Regions from separate parts of the Sus scrofa genome. Here region 1 is linked to region 2. The links are chromatin contacts, called in public promoter capture Hi-C maps. All regions are on one chromosome and are shown on one strand. Each heading gives the region's core, a stretch centred on a gene start, on an enhancer-like site or on the middle of the called end of the contact. The rest is flanking DNA. Distances are from core to core; before and after follow the strand shown.

Evidence for each region. Promoter capture Hi-C pulls out the DNA fragments that hold promoters and counts their contacts.
Region 1: a contact with region 2 is called in a promoter capture Hi-C map of liver, with 2.6 times the contacts expected there. The contact joins the promoter of USP3 here to the promoter of ZNF609 in region 2. A contact is called at or near these places in 2 of 5 promoter capture datasets (fetal liver and liver) and 2 of 47 Hi-C or Micro-C datasets (both in liver).

Annotation. Positions count from the first base shown.
Region 1 is chr1:108,513,508-108,520,328 of Sscrofa11.1, reverse strand. It overlaps USP3 (ubiquitin carboxyl-terminal hydrolase 3), which reads left to right and starts at 4,718. Exons shown (of 16, transcript XM_021094102.1): 1 at 4,718-5,131.
Region 2 is chr1:107,579,748-107,587,226 of Sscrofa11.1, reverse strand. ZNF609 (zinc finger protein 609) reads left to right here and starts at 3,880. Exons shown (of 9, transcript XR_002344510.1): 1 at 3,880-4,005.

The DNA of each region.
Region 1 (6,821 bases), core at 3,469-5,968, 930 kb before region 2:
TCACTGAATGACTGCATGTTTATTCTAGAATGGCCCTAGATCATCAAGGGCCAGGGGGTTGCCCTTTGTGATTTTACAAATGAGAGACTGGGGCACAGAGAGAAAAGTGACTCCTTCACTGGTCAAAGGGTTATTTGATGCTAGAGCCATTTAGTTTGGTCAGGGTTTTAGCTGCAAAGTAGGTCTTTAAACAAGAAAACATCATCTCCTTCATAAAAGTGCTGTAAGGTTCACATTTCAATGATAAAAAAGCATTAAAGGCAATACAAAAAAAGAAATACAAATTAAGAGGTTGATGACACAAGGATTATTGCAAAGGTACCTAACACAAATGATCCTTTCTTTAGTTATTCAGAAGGCTCTTCTGTGTCCTGTGGTCCCAAGGCTTTCTTCATTATTAGGAACTTCAAATGCCCCCATAAAACACTGCAAAATTATTTAGCTGACCATGTGTGTCATGGGTGAAACTCAAATACCTCTGATAAAAGAGCAATTAGTAATTGTGTAAATTTGTGTAATGATTTAAACTTTCTTTGAGCTTTAGCTCTTTCATCAGTAAAAAAGGAAATGATAATACCCACATCTCAGATTTTTTGTGGGGGTTAAATAAGAAATGAAAACCACTTGGTATATATCTGGCACCTAGTTGGGACCCACTAAATGTAAACTTTTCCTCTTGCAGACTCCTTCTATGAATACCTAGGGGAATATTACACACAATCATTGATATGATAGCTCTTGAAAGGGGGCACTTCCAACCACATTCAATCAACAAATAATAACCTTTTTCTAACATCTCAAATTGTTGAACTCAGTGCCTAGGATCCACAGATGAAAAGAAAAGCATCTGCTCCCCAGGGAGACCAAACATAAAGAAAAAACCAGCACCATGTGACAAGTTTCAGGGACAGAATGAGTGATGGTGTAGGGGAAAGGCTTAGATGTCCGCTTAGGTGAGTGATGGGAGGGCTTCCCCGAGGAGACTATATGCTTCATTGGGAAGGAGTCAGAGCTGACCAGGTAGAAGGGAAAGAGGTGGGGGAGGACACAGAGGTGTGAGGAAGCACATTTTCTATAATGAGGGAGCTATTTTAGATATTGCTGGAACAGTTTTTTTTGTTTTGTTTTTTTTTTTGTTTTTTTCTTGAGAACCTTTAACAAAAGAGAAGGGACAGGTGACTGTGATGGCAGTGGCTATCCAATTTTATCTTGCCATACATGGGAAGTCACTGAAGAATTTGGGGCAGACTGATAATGCGAAAGGGGTGAATGAAAAGAGCTGAGACAATGACAGCCAGGAAGGGCTGGCTGGCTGAAGCCCACACACAGCCCCATCATTCATTTAACAAATAGTTACTGAGGACCTGCCATGCACTAGGCTGAATTCCAGGAGCTGGGAATCAGGCAATGAGCAGGACCATCAAGGTCTGTTTTCATGAGGAGACTGACAATAGATAAACAGGTAAACAAGCACGGAAGTATGGGATAAGTGCCTCTTGGAAAATTAAACAAGGTGATAAAATAGTCCCTGAGCAGCTGCTTCTCACCCTCTCCCCCTCCTTCTGAATACTGACCAACCCTCCTCTTGACCTAACTTTGGTTTTCCAAGGAGGTTTTGATCCTAGAAAAATCTCCAAGGTAAATAATTAACCTAGCTCTCCGGGTGTTTCCAGTAAGACTTCTTCCCCAGGGCCTGGTCAGCTGGTATTCCTTGCTTGGAAACACCCATTCCGACAGAAGTCTGAAGTCTCAAAGTTAGGGGAAGGTCCCAGCACCCTTGAGACCCTTCCTGATGATGGTTCCCTCGGCAACATAGGACCTCGCCTTGCGCCCCCCCATCGGTGCTCAACCCTCCCCCCTTTAGAAGAGAAACATTTGATAGTATGGTTGAAACTGTGCATTCCTCTCCTCTGAAAAATGCAAACACTTAAAATTTGCCGCGGCTGCTGGCAAGAGCAGCCCTCCTCCCGGGTCCCCGCCCCCCGGGGGCTCCCGAGCGGAGGGCTGGGCGGGGACTCCCAGAGGCCAGCGGCTTCTCAGCGCCAAAGGGATGCGGGCCAAGAACCAAAAAGCGAACGTAGTATTAAACGTAACCGAAGAAACGAGGGACTAAAAAAGCAGATTGCACAGTGTGGTCTTCCTCTGTTTGACACATTTATTCACCACGAGGTTTTTTTTTGGGGGGGGGATTTTTAAAAATTTTTATTATTATGAAAACTTGCAGAGACAGAAACGTTTTCGGTAAATCTAGTAAAAGTCTCAGGAGGCCTTCTGATTTTGTCCAGGTTCTCTGAATTGCCTGATAGTCATAGTTCGTCCTCTGCGGTCTATAGCAGTCAGGGACAACTGAGTTAGGACTCCTGCTCAGAGGGGGCTTATTCTAGTTAGGGAGAGAAGACTCTAAAACTTCTTTCTCTTTCTCCCCCCCCCCCAACAGTTTACACCTTACAAAGTGTTCTCACATTCCTGATGTCATGACAATGATAAAATCTGAGCTTAAGGGAAATTTAGAGATCACAGCAAAGAGGAAGAGGGGGCCAACTACCTGGCATATTGTTGGGCCACTTACTAAACTCCTGCCCATGGTAGACATTGCTAATCGATCACGCATTCATGATGAGCACTTATTTATTGGACGCCCTCTGTGTTCCACATGTTATGTTAGGAATAGAGCAGGAAACCAGACAGACTTGTTTGCTACCCTTATGGACCTCCAAGGGGAAGACAGACATTAAACAAATAATTATGCTGCTGAAGAGTGTTTTTAAAAGGCAGAGTGTGGGGCACACAAGGGCATCACACACCTGGAGGTAACCTGAAGGTGGGGCAGGGTCGGGAAAGGACTCCCTGAGGAAGTGATGTTCAAGCTGAGGTCTAGATGATAAGGAAACTGAGTCCTTTTGAGGGTGAAAAAAGTAGCATTACACGCCAGGATGAAAGACCCTGGTGAGTCAGTTCCATGGCTAAAAGAAGGAGCATGGATGATAATCGGGGGTAGCTGTCCAGAGGGAAACAGGTTGATCCAGACAGGCTTTGAAAAAGAATCAGTTGATAGGAGAGGGCTGGAGAGCCTGAGCAGAGGGCACATCTATTGTTTATACTCCCCCTTCCTAGGAATTATTCTCACTTGCTGTCATTAAAAAAAAGGGGGGCTATAAATTATTGACTTCCTACTGGGGGTGGCAAGTCTTGTGAATTCTCACGTCTTCCTTTGGAGATAAGCATTGTTTTCTCAGTTTTATAGACATAAAGGGCTTGGAAAGACTAGAAACACTGGCTAAAGTTGGTCCTCAAGTAGGCAGCAGAGCTAGGATTTGAGCAGCCGCACTTTCCACAATTCGGCACTGCCATAAAACCTCAAGATGGCTTGCTCTAACAGCAGTCAAAACTTGGGAGGCAACCAAAGAGTGTTGACCGAGGAATGGGAAATACTGGGGGGGAAAGAATGGGGGGAGAGTAAGGAAGGGTCAACAGAGATGCCGCAGGTGAATGGACACCGTTAGGCAGAGGAGTGCGCGGCAGAAACCAAGTGGTGGCGGGTAGTGTGGGGGATGGCGAAGCGTGGGAAGTGACTGAGAGGGCACTCCTGGACTGTTGCAGGACTGCCCTGTGGGGAGGTGCTCTGCTCTAACCACTACCCGGCCTGGCCCGGTTAATCATTTCCTGACCTTCCTTCCTCCTCTCACCCGGCCCGAGGGATTGCCACATCAGCCTTCCCCTCCCCCTCCCTGCCTCCTGGCCCTGTTGCTCCTTCGCCGGGTTTTACAAGGAGCCCCAACTTTGAGGCAATGTTTGTAATAGCCCCAGACATCCCCAAGGCAGTGCCCCCACAAAGATCGCAGCCTCGCTAGGGCGTAACCCCTGCCCCAGAGGCTGGCCCTATCCTTTTTCCACAAAGAGATCAGAGTGCCTGGGAGCCAATCCTAGTACGGATTAACGGTAAAAAGGGGGATGGTAACAGCTGCTGGCGTGATGGTGCGAGGTTTAAATGAGGTATTATTTGTAAAGTGCCTGGTTAGGAGGCAGCAGTGGGTGTTTAACAATTGTTAGGTCCCTTCTCTTTTCGTCACCTGGTAACAGTGACCGCGCTCTCAGCAAACGCAGGTTAAAACTATCTCACTTAAATTTACACTGAGGGTGAGGTATGAATGTCCGATCGTCTGCTCAAAGTAACGGAGATGGTGAGTCACTGTGACAGGGGTTGAACACAGGTTCATGAGTGCCCACGCGGGACCAGCCACTCAGCACCCAGGTGGCTGGCTAAGGTCACGTGTTCAAAAACTGGAACTCGATCACTATCGCACCTGCCGAAGGGAGCAGAACACTAAACTAGCACTGCTCTGGGACCTATGCACCCCGGTGGGTCTAGGCCCTTAATCTAAGCTTGTGTCTTCCTGTGTAAAAATGGGGCCACAGAGCCTGTCTGCCCAGGTGGTTTTTATTTTCTTCACATTTTTTTTGTGTGGTCAGATTTTCTACCGCGCTGTAGCCAGTCCACCACACACAACGCAGAAGCACTCTTTGTGAGCGCTCGCCCGGCCGCGGTAAAAGCGGCGGACTGGCCCTGTGTGCCCTGGTTTAGCGCCCCACCCTTCCAGGGGCGGGGAAGCCGCGGCAGTCCCGGCCAACAGAGTTGGGAAAGTCACTTCCGAGTGCAGCCAGACCCTGGGCGACCCGCCTGCGAGCGCGGGGACCCCCACCCCGCGGGAGAGGACGGGGGCGGGGCTGGGCTTGGAGGCGGGGCCTGCCCGGGGCAGGGCGGGGCCAGCCTGGGAAGACGGAAGCCCCCAGCCTAGGGGTGGCGGCAGAACCCGGATTCCGGAGTACCACGTTTTCCGGAGCCGGGCCTCAGGAGACGGCGGGCGGGAAAACCCGGCTCCCGGAAGCTTTTGCTTTCTTTGACGCAAGGGCTCGGGACTCAGCTGCCGTCTGCCGAGCGCCCGGCGAGGAGCGACCCCAGACGGATCCTTCTTAGTCCCTCCGCCCCCCACCTCGCCGGGTCCCGGAGCCTCCGTCCTTCTCGCCGCTCTCCGGGTGGCCATGGAGTGTCCGCACCTCAGCTCCAGCGTCTGCATCGCTCCGGACTCAGCCAAGTTCCCCAACGGCTCCCCGTCGTCCTGGTGCTGCAGCGGTGAGTGCGGCCCCAGGCGGCCCTGAAGCGCACCCGAGGCCCCGGCTCTGTGGGGCCTGCCGTCTAGGGGCCGCTGGCGGCCGGCGCGCGGACTTGGGAAGGGGTGAGGGCGAGCGGGGCTCGGCGGCTGGGGAGGGGTACGCGGCGAGGCGGGTGGTGCGGCGGCAGGCGGAGCGGCGGCGGCAGCTCCTTTGTTTCCCGGGGCCCGACGGTCCGGCCGGCAAAGGAGAGGCCCGTGAGGGGCGGGAGCCCGCGGGGCCCACGAGCGCGTGGGGGCGGCAGCGAGCGGGGACCTTGGTCAGCGGCTCGCGCCCCCGCGCAGCCCTGCTGTGATCGGGGGCTGCGCTGGCCCGTGTCCCCGGGTCGGGGGCGGCGGGGGCGGGTGTCCGGCCCCCACAAGGCGGCCGCACGTGTGGCGGGGCCCGAGTTTCGTCCCCTCCTTGACGGGACGGCAAAAGCGTTGCTCTCGGGGCGCAGCTTTGTCCAGGCTGCGGGGCGCGCTCTGGGGCCCTTCGCTACCTGCCTGGGCCCCCCATGCACCCGCGACCCGACCCACGCCGACCGGCGGGAACCGGGACCCGGAGAGGTGCTGAGTACTCAGGCGGCGAAGGTCGGAGTCTTTCATCAGCCAGAAAGGGTGAAGTTTGAAAACAGGCTGCTGGTTAAAAAGCTGAGAAGGCTAATCGAGCAGCTGCTTTGGAGGGGTAGCTCGAGTTGTCTTTCATATCTTTCGGATTGTCCGAAATTGCCTTGGGATTTCCGAGTTTTTGTGCTGTAGGACAGTTATTAGGTTTATGTAATGCTTTTGCATTGCTTAAGCTTCTTAACTCCTTCTGCCAGGCCCCTTCGAAGCCCCAGTACCCCCTTATTGTCTGCTCTAGAGACTTAGGATCGCACCGGCCACACTGCTTTGATTACTTCCTGGTAGGGCCCTGGTGCTGCTGATAGTCTTTGTTTATTAGCTTTGAGAGGATCAATGATAGCTTGGGTTGTAGTGTAAAATTTGAATTGTGCATTTCAAAAATCTTAAATTCGTTTGAATAAATAAAGGGAAGAAAATAGCAATGCTACGTACGATTTAGCTGTGTGACATTTCTCCTTGTGTGCCGGAGCTGGGAAGATAGTTTAGAGAATGCACTAACACTTTTGACAGGTTACTTTTTAAAGGGTGAATATTTCCTTGGAGAAAAACTCAGGTAATGCCGCAAAGAAAAATTCATTCTAGGATAAGGAATAGAAATAACTGCGGTTTCCTTGAGCTCTCAGAGGTTGGATGCTTGGCTTGGCTTTGTAAAGTCAGTATCTTTTTCTGCATGAAGCCTATAAAGATTATTAACTGGTTAATTTGTTTTACAGTGCAGTGTTGCAGTTCTTTTATGAGGGTGCAGAAACTTACCTAAGAATGTTTCTTTTACAGTGAATGTTGAGTATGAAACAACAAATAAGGTGTATCAAATTGCTTTACAAATTGCTTGGTAGTGCATTAGCTATAATTGTAGTTATAGCTGTGGTGCTATAAGTGTAACTTTTTTTTCCCCCCAAAAGAGATGTGAAAAAAAAAATCAAAGTAAACACTAGGAAAAGCATACCTCATGAAGAATGATGAAATTACTCCTTGCTCACCTGTGGTAACTATAGGGTTACAAGCAGACAGCATGCTTTTGGCTTTTTCTAGGTAAAATCACATCAA
Region 2 (7,479 bases), core at 2,631-5,130:
AAAATACGCAGCTGGAGCCACATGAGTAAATGGCAGAGCAACTTGGAAACTTCTTTTCTTGGTTAGACTGTGAAAGCCTGTCTTCAGTTCGCGTGGTGGTAGTATAAGGTCTCTCTTTTATTTGTGGAGACACCCGGGAGGAAGTGTGGGAGGAACTTGGGGTAGATGGCCCTCAGTTGCTCAGTGATGAATAGCATAATTTAAAGCCTAGTGGAAATTCTTAGCAGCCTGAGCACAAACTTGCCCAGGAATAGCCTTTCAGTACTTTACAACACTTTGCACTGACCCTGTAACTCTGGGACAGCTTGGCCTGAGGGAAGTTTCACATTTCTGAACTGGTTTTCTTCTGCAGCCTAAATATCTGCTCCCTCTTTTGGATGGTTGGGTTTGGTGGCTCTCAATTTGTATAGTAGCTAAAGGATTCAGCATTTTTTGTTTTTGTTTTTCTAGGCAGGACACAGTCTCAATTATATAAGCTCAGAGTAGGATATATATAAAACCAGAGACTTTTTCTCTGTCAGGATTTAGGAGGTTTTGGCCTTGCAGACAGATGTTTGGAATGGAATAGGGACCTTTTTTGCTTGCTATAGCTAATCTGGAGAAAGAGAACTAGGTGTCCCTTCTTTTCTTTTTAAGGTAGAAGTTTACAAAAACCCATTTTTTCCTAGGTATAGGTGTAAAAACTTTAGACTTTAAAGATTATTTTTACAGATAATTATAAAGTTATGGCTTTTTATAAGTTATAACCCTTAATCTCTTTCCATTTTAACTACTGTCTCTTCTAAAGACCATTTATGTGTATTTCATTTTGTTTGGTCAGGTTTTTTTAATGCCTTTGCTAGAGCTCCTAGCCAACATCAAGACAGTATTGGGGTTGTTCTCTTGCCCAGTTAGAAAAGGCCAGTAAAAAAGCAAGCATCTATTAAACTAGAGAAATCAGCTAACTTCAGTTTATTAGGTCTGGAGGGAGGAAAGAAAGTTCTGTGATGACGGATTTTTTTTTTTTTTTTTTTCCTTGAGATTCAAATAGCAAGCACACATCTGCTGTTCTCAGCTACTGTGAATGTGTCTGGAGGGAGGTGATCCATATCGTGAGCTCCAGCAGCATCAAGGGATCTTGATCTGGAGGGCTTTCTACTTCTCTCATGCAGAGAAGAAAGAATATAGCCACAGTGCCATCCTCTGACACGAAGAAATGTGTCTACATTATGTGTGTGCACATAATGTGGATTAATTCATGGTACGAGTTAATTCATGGAATGGTCAGATTTCCTGTGTGACAATGGAGGGTCTAGGAAGAACCTAGTAAATATTATACCCTAACTTGGCATCAGGTAAATAAGGGGCAGGGAGGATGACTGAGAACGCATAGATGTATCACTGGAAGGGAGTGAGATGTTGAGAAAACAGCAAAAAATGTCAATGGGGAAGATTTGAAAAGCATCTAGAGCTGCACTGTCTAATATGGTAGCCACTAGCCGCATGTGATTATTTAAATTAAGTGAAATCAAGAATTTATAGTTCTTCAGTCACAGTATGATATTTTAAGTGCTCAAATAGCTACATGTTGTTAGTGACTTCTGAAATGAACAGTGCAAGTATAGAATATTTCCATCATTGCAAAAGTTCTATCAGACAGGGCTTGTTTGGAGTTGGAATGAGCACACTTTTTCTCTAAAGGGACAGAGAGCAAATATTTTAAGCTTTTCAGGCCATACAGTACGTATTGCAACTACTCAACTCTGCTGTTGCAGTGCAAGCAAAATGAATCCATAGATAATGTGTAAATGAATGAACATGGCTATTAGCCAATAAAACTTTATTTTGGGGCACTTAAATTTGAATTTCACATAATGTTCACATCACAAAATAGTCTTCTTTTGGTTATTTTTCAGCCATCCAAAAATGTAAAAACCATTTTTAGTTCATGGGATATACCAAAACAGGCATTGCACCTGATTTGACCCGTGGGCCCTATTTTCCCAAACCCTAGCCTAGAGGAACAGGAAGTCAGGTTCTTTTACTGTATAGGATGTCAATTGCTTGAAGATTTTTAGTGGTTCTTCTAGGCTTGAGAAATTTCTCTCTAAAAATTAGAGTTCAGGAGTTTTCATTGTGACATAGTGGAAATGAATCCATGAGGATTTGGGTTCAATCCCTGGCCTCCCTCAGTGGGTTGGGGATCTGGGTTGCTGTGAGGTGTGGTGTAGGTCGCAGATGTGGCTCTGATCCCATGTTGCTGTGGCTGTGGCACAGGCCAGTGGCTACAGCTCTGATCTGACCCATAGCCTGGGAACTTCCACATGTTGCGGGTGCAGCCCTGAAAAGCAAAAATAAATAAGAGTTCGCTGTAGGAATGTTTCTTTTGTTCCCTATTTTTGTAGTCCAGTCTCCTACAATGGTAGAGTCATGCTCTTTAGTAGGAAATGACTACTTAAATGGTAACCCTTAATTAAGTCATATCTAAGCCTAAAACACTAAGCCCTTCTCTTTCTCTACCTGAAAGTAGCTGAATCCTCACTTGTAATATCATCAGTGTAGATTAGAGGTTTGCTGTCACCTGGCATCAGTTTTGTTTTTGTACTGTCCTAGAACAAGCTGAATATGGGTGGGCCAAGGGGAGATTATTTTTCATAGATCAGACAGGCCTAGCGTTCATCTTTAGCCATCACCCCCTGGTGTGCACACACGTGCACACATACACACACACACACACACAGCTTTTGCATGTGTATGTGGAGATGGAGAGTGAAAGGATTTTATGACCCAGTAACATACTATTTTGAGTGGCACTGTTGAAGGATGCCTCAGGATAGTGGAAAAAGGAAAGATGAAAACTGCAGAGCTAAGGTGGTCAAGGACACAGGAAGGATATAATTTAGGCTAAGACTTGAGAATTAAGATAAATTTGTTTGCTATAGAAGGGGGTGGATGATTTAGGAGGTGAAGAGTATGATATGTTTCATAAGTGAGAGGTGGGTGGGAGTGTTCACTTAAATAAGGACTGAATGCCTACTAGATAGTGTGCTGAGCAATCAGATGAATGGCAGATAAGGAAAGAAAAAGTTACAATCATAAATAGAATGGTGGGTTGGAAAAGAACAATAGGACTTTTAGGTGATATAAATCAACAGGATTTGGTGATATGGGGTGATGAGGTGAAGAGGGGTATAGGATGAGAAATGGGTGCTTGAACAAGAAAACTAGTGATAATCCTAAAAAAAAAAAATTGGAAGACAAAGGATAAAAAATTAGGGGATTGATACTTTGCTGAAACAACGGATAAAATGGATGAAACCACCATGAGCTGTGTTTGCCCTTCTGTTCTTTGTAGATGTTCACATTCACACCCCTTATGGCTCTTTCTCTCCCCACGGTTGGACACTTACAGAATTGGTGTCTTCTGTATTTAAGGTGCGATACTTCCCCAGAGACCTCTCTGCGAGGAAGTCTGGCCACCGAGAGTTCTTTCCACGAGGAGAGAGCGTTAGGTTCGAGCTCTCCCATCCAGGCTTCTTCGAGTTTATCTCTGTTTTAACCGACCGGCCGGGTTTTCCAGCATTCCCAGAGCTACGCGTCTCTAATCCTGGCTCCGAGTCTCTAATCCGGGCTCCGTGTGACCGCGCGTTCCGAGACCCAGGATTTGGCTCCGCCATCCAGGTTCCGGGTTTCCCCTGCGCTCTACCGCTCCAGACTCCACACCAGCCCGGAATCCGGATCCGAGGGCCCGATAATCCAGTGTCCGGGTCTTCCGGGCGGCCCTGGTTGTCCCGGATCGCGGCGGCGGCGGCGGTGGCGGCGGCTGAGGGACCCGCGGCCCCGGAACAGCGGCACCGGCGGGCGGGGCGGAGCGGCGCGAGGAGGGGGCGGAGAGCCGGCCGAGGCGGGGTGGGGAGGGGGGAGGGGCCGCGGGAACGGATGGCGGCCTGGGCCCCGTAGCAGCGGCGGCTCTACGGCCCGGGGCCCGGGCGGGCGGAGGTGGCGGCTCCCGGGACCGGTCGCGCGGTGAGTCCCGAGCTTTGTGTGGAGCTGGGGCTGGGGGAGGAGTGAGGCGGCGGCGCTGAGGGGGCCGGGGGCAGCGGCGCCTGACGGAGGAAGTGGGGGTTGGGGGCCGGGGCGGAGCGAGGAGAAGGTGTGTATGGCGGGGTGGGGGGGGGTCGTTGCGTGGGTGGGGGAGGGGGGAGTCGAGGGGATTGGGGTGAAGTTCAAAGCGTGGCCAGGCCGGTTCACGCTGAGGGTAGGGGTACCCGAGAGGGATTAGAGTCTGGCCAGGTTGTAAGGACAGGCCAGAGAGTTTTAGAGGCCAGTCTGGTATCTTGCGGGGGGCCCAGGGTGACTGGAGCTAGTCAGGGAGTTAGGGGGGTTCAGGGCGAAGGGCTGGGAGCAGGACGTGTGCGTGGCCCAGGAGGGGGGAGCAAGGTGGCTGGGGGCGTGCAGTAAGTAGCTTGTGGGTGTGTGCTCCTTGTAGTCTTCAGGTCACATTTACTCCTGTCCTTTTCTTCAAGATGGAGGGATCCCTAGGCCTGGCCCTTAAACTACTATCCTTGTACCCTCGGGAGGGTTTGTGACCCTGTCCTGTTTGGAAAACCCATGCTGCCCTCTTTTCCCTTTATGTGTAATTACGGTTGGATCATCTCTGTGCTTTGCTCAGATTCTCCTTCCTCCCTCTGGGGTTGAGGAGGAGGAGACACATCTGACCAATTAATGTGTGTTTGTGAAACAGGCAGCAGCAAACAGTCATTTCAGCTTCTAGGAATTAGGCTCACACAGGGTGGAGAGATCATAGCCCTTCAGGGGGAATATTTCTGAACAAATCACAGATGATTAAATTCTCTAAGAAACAGCTTCCTACCTAAATGAGAGTGGGAAAGATGGGGGAGAAAGCCTGTCTGTTTCCAGCCATGTGTCCAGAGCCCCAGGGGTTGAGGAGAGTCCCCAATCCCCCACAGGCCTCTCTTTTCTGTATTAGGCTTTGCTCTGCAGCCTTGAGTTAATTTCACCCCTGCTGCTTTGTCTTGGGGGAGGGAGTGCTGGTTTAGGCTGTTGTGAGGAGATGACTGTTCTGCTGCCACACACAATAGTCATGTCATTTTATCGGGAGTGCTACCCCAGGGCTGAGAACTGCTGCTGCAGAGATAAACCCGTCCCTCTCACCCGCCTATTGTGTACACAGTGAAGGTCATAGGTTCAAGTCTTGTCTGAGAGCTTTGGATATGCTCCATCTCCCAGGCTCCTCAGTGCCATTTTCTTCCTTTTCCAGACTGGGGCTTGCCATTGGAGGAGGCCAGACAGAAAGGCTCTTCTTTTTGAGTGAGGAACAATGCACAGCTCATTGGCACACATTTTTCAGAAGAATAGGGAATGCCAGCCATGTTGTGCCTGCCTCTTTGGCTGGCCTGTACTAAGTTGTGCAGGAATAGTGGCTAGGGGACTCACCCCTCGTGTTTGTGTCAGACCTTTAAAGAAGACTCCAAGGGGAGGGTTTTACTCTTGTTTGAGCCAGCATGTTTAATTCTTTTTATAGAAATGGGACACTCATGTTTTTGTTTTGATTTTTGTTTATTTGTTTAGGAATACCACTAAAACCCTGTGCACGGTTAAGATAGGGAGCCAAGGACCAAGTACCTTTTTAATGGTGACTTCCTGCTCAGAAAAATTGCACAACAAAAAAGCCACAGAATTTGCCTATCTGGGCAAGGGCTGTGGAAACAAAACAACTTTCCTTTTAATCTTTATTTTAATTCTGATGAAAGGACTTGACTTACTCATTGTGCAAGAAAGTCCATATGTGCTTCCGTGTTTGAGAAAAAATTGCCAGAGAGATGAACATGAAAAAAAAAATCAATTGTGGTCTTGGGAGTTATTAATGAGAGAAGGATGAGAACAAGCTAGAAGGAAACTTATCCTTGCATATATCTTGTAGAATTGTTCAAATAGTATTTAGATACTATTATTTGGGTAAAGAATTATTTGGAACTGGAAATGGGGTTTCCATTTAGGACATTAAAGAAAACGTCTTTAAAAAGAGATTAGAGGAGTTCCTGCTGTGGTATAGCCGGTTAAGGACCCAGTGTTGTTGCTGCTGAGGTGTGGGTTCAATTTTTGGCCCTGCGTGGTGGGTTAAGGATCCAGCATTGCTGCAGCTGTGATGTAGGTCACAGCTGCAGCTCAGATTCGATCCCTGGCCTGGGAACTCCATAGCCCCAGCAGGTGGGCCCAGAAAAATATACAATGAAATAAAAAAATAAAGAGATTAGAAAGCAAGCTCTTTGTGAGAGGGCAGTTGCACACAATGTACACTGTACACAGTAGCCAACCATTTCCTATAGGGTATTGTGGAAGAGGAACTTTTAGCCTTTGGTTGTGGCAAAGGTCTTTCTGAGGCCCTGTGTCTGACCATGTTGCTTCCTTTTCTTTTTATTTCTGTGAATTTCTTAAAAGTGATGGTTTGCCACTTAGGTGTTGGACTTTGTTAGGAAGGAACACGCTATTCTGACCTTTATATTTCTTGATGGCAGAACTGTCTTAAGGTCCTACTGGAGGTGTTGTCTCTCTTTAGATTGCTTTCAACTATGTGTCCTAGGTCTCTGGGTGAAGTCTCAGCTAAACCGAGTCCAAAGCTTTTTGCTCTGGGGCTGTTGGCATTCATTTCTGAATCCTGTCAGGTGATAGTGAAGGCAGAAGCCTCAGATTAAATTTGCCCTGATTAGATTTAGTGGTTTCAGAGTTGGGCCCTTGCCACAAGGAGTCTTATGAGTTTTCTGATTGTGACCATCTTTCAGAGGGCACTTTGGATCTCCCTCCCCGCCCACCTTCTTGTTAGAAAATGTTTCCTTGTGAGAGGTCTAGATAGCTGGACAGATTAGTGCTTATTTTGTGTGAGGATATGGAAGCATAATTTGGGCTCCTGGTAGTAATTACGTTGCAATTAGCATATAGCAACTAAATGACTGGAACAGGATAATTTGTTGAGGGGTTTACTGATTGCTCTGTCAAGTGGAAGTGCCACTCCTTACTTATTTGACTCAGAACACTACTGCCTGGTCTCAGTGGTGGCGACTTAACGAGTACAGGAATGATGTGTAGTCTCCCAAAGTTCTCACTCTGCTCTCTCTCTCCTTACTGCCAGAACCTTCTAGTGCCACTTTCTCCTGCTCCAAAGGTAGCAAAGCAATTGTTATTTCCCTTGTGGAAAACTGGTCATGGATGGGAATACTGCCAGACAGATGGGGCCACTCTGAGATGAGGCAGCCTTATGTTGTGTTGCAAGTTTTCTTTTAAGCAGCTAAATTCTCACTTCAGCTTGATTTTTAAAAATCAGTTTCCTTAAAAAACAAAACCCCCCAAGATACAAAATCATAGTGTACTAAATATGCTTTCATGATATCTTTCATAAAAGTTGGCTATGACAGACAAAATGAAGATAGGCGATGCTGATTGGTAGGTTCTGTGCCCACTTAGTGTCAGTGAAGGACTCTT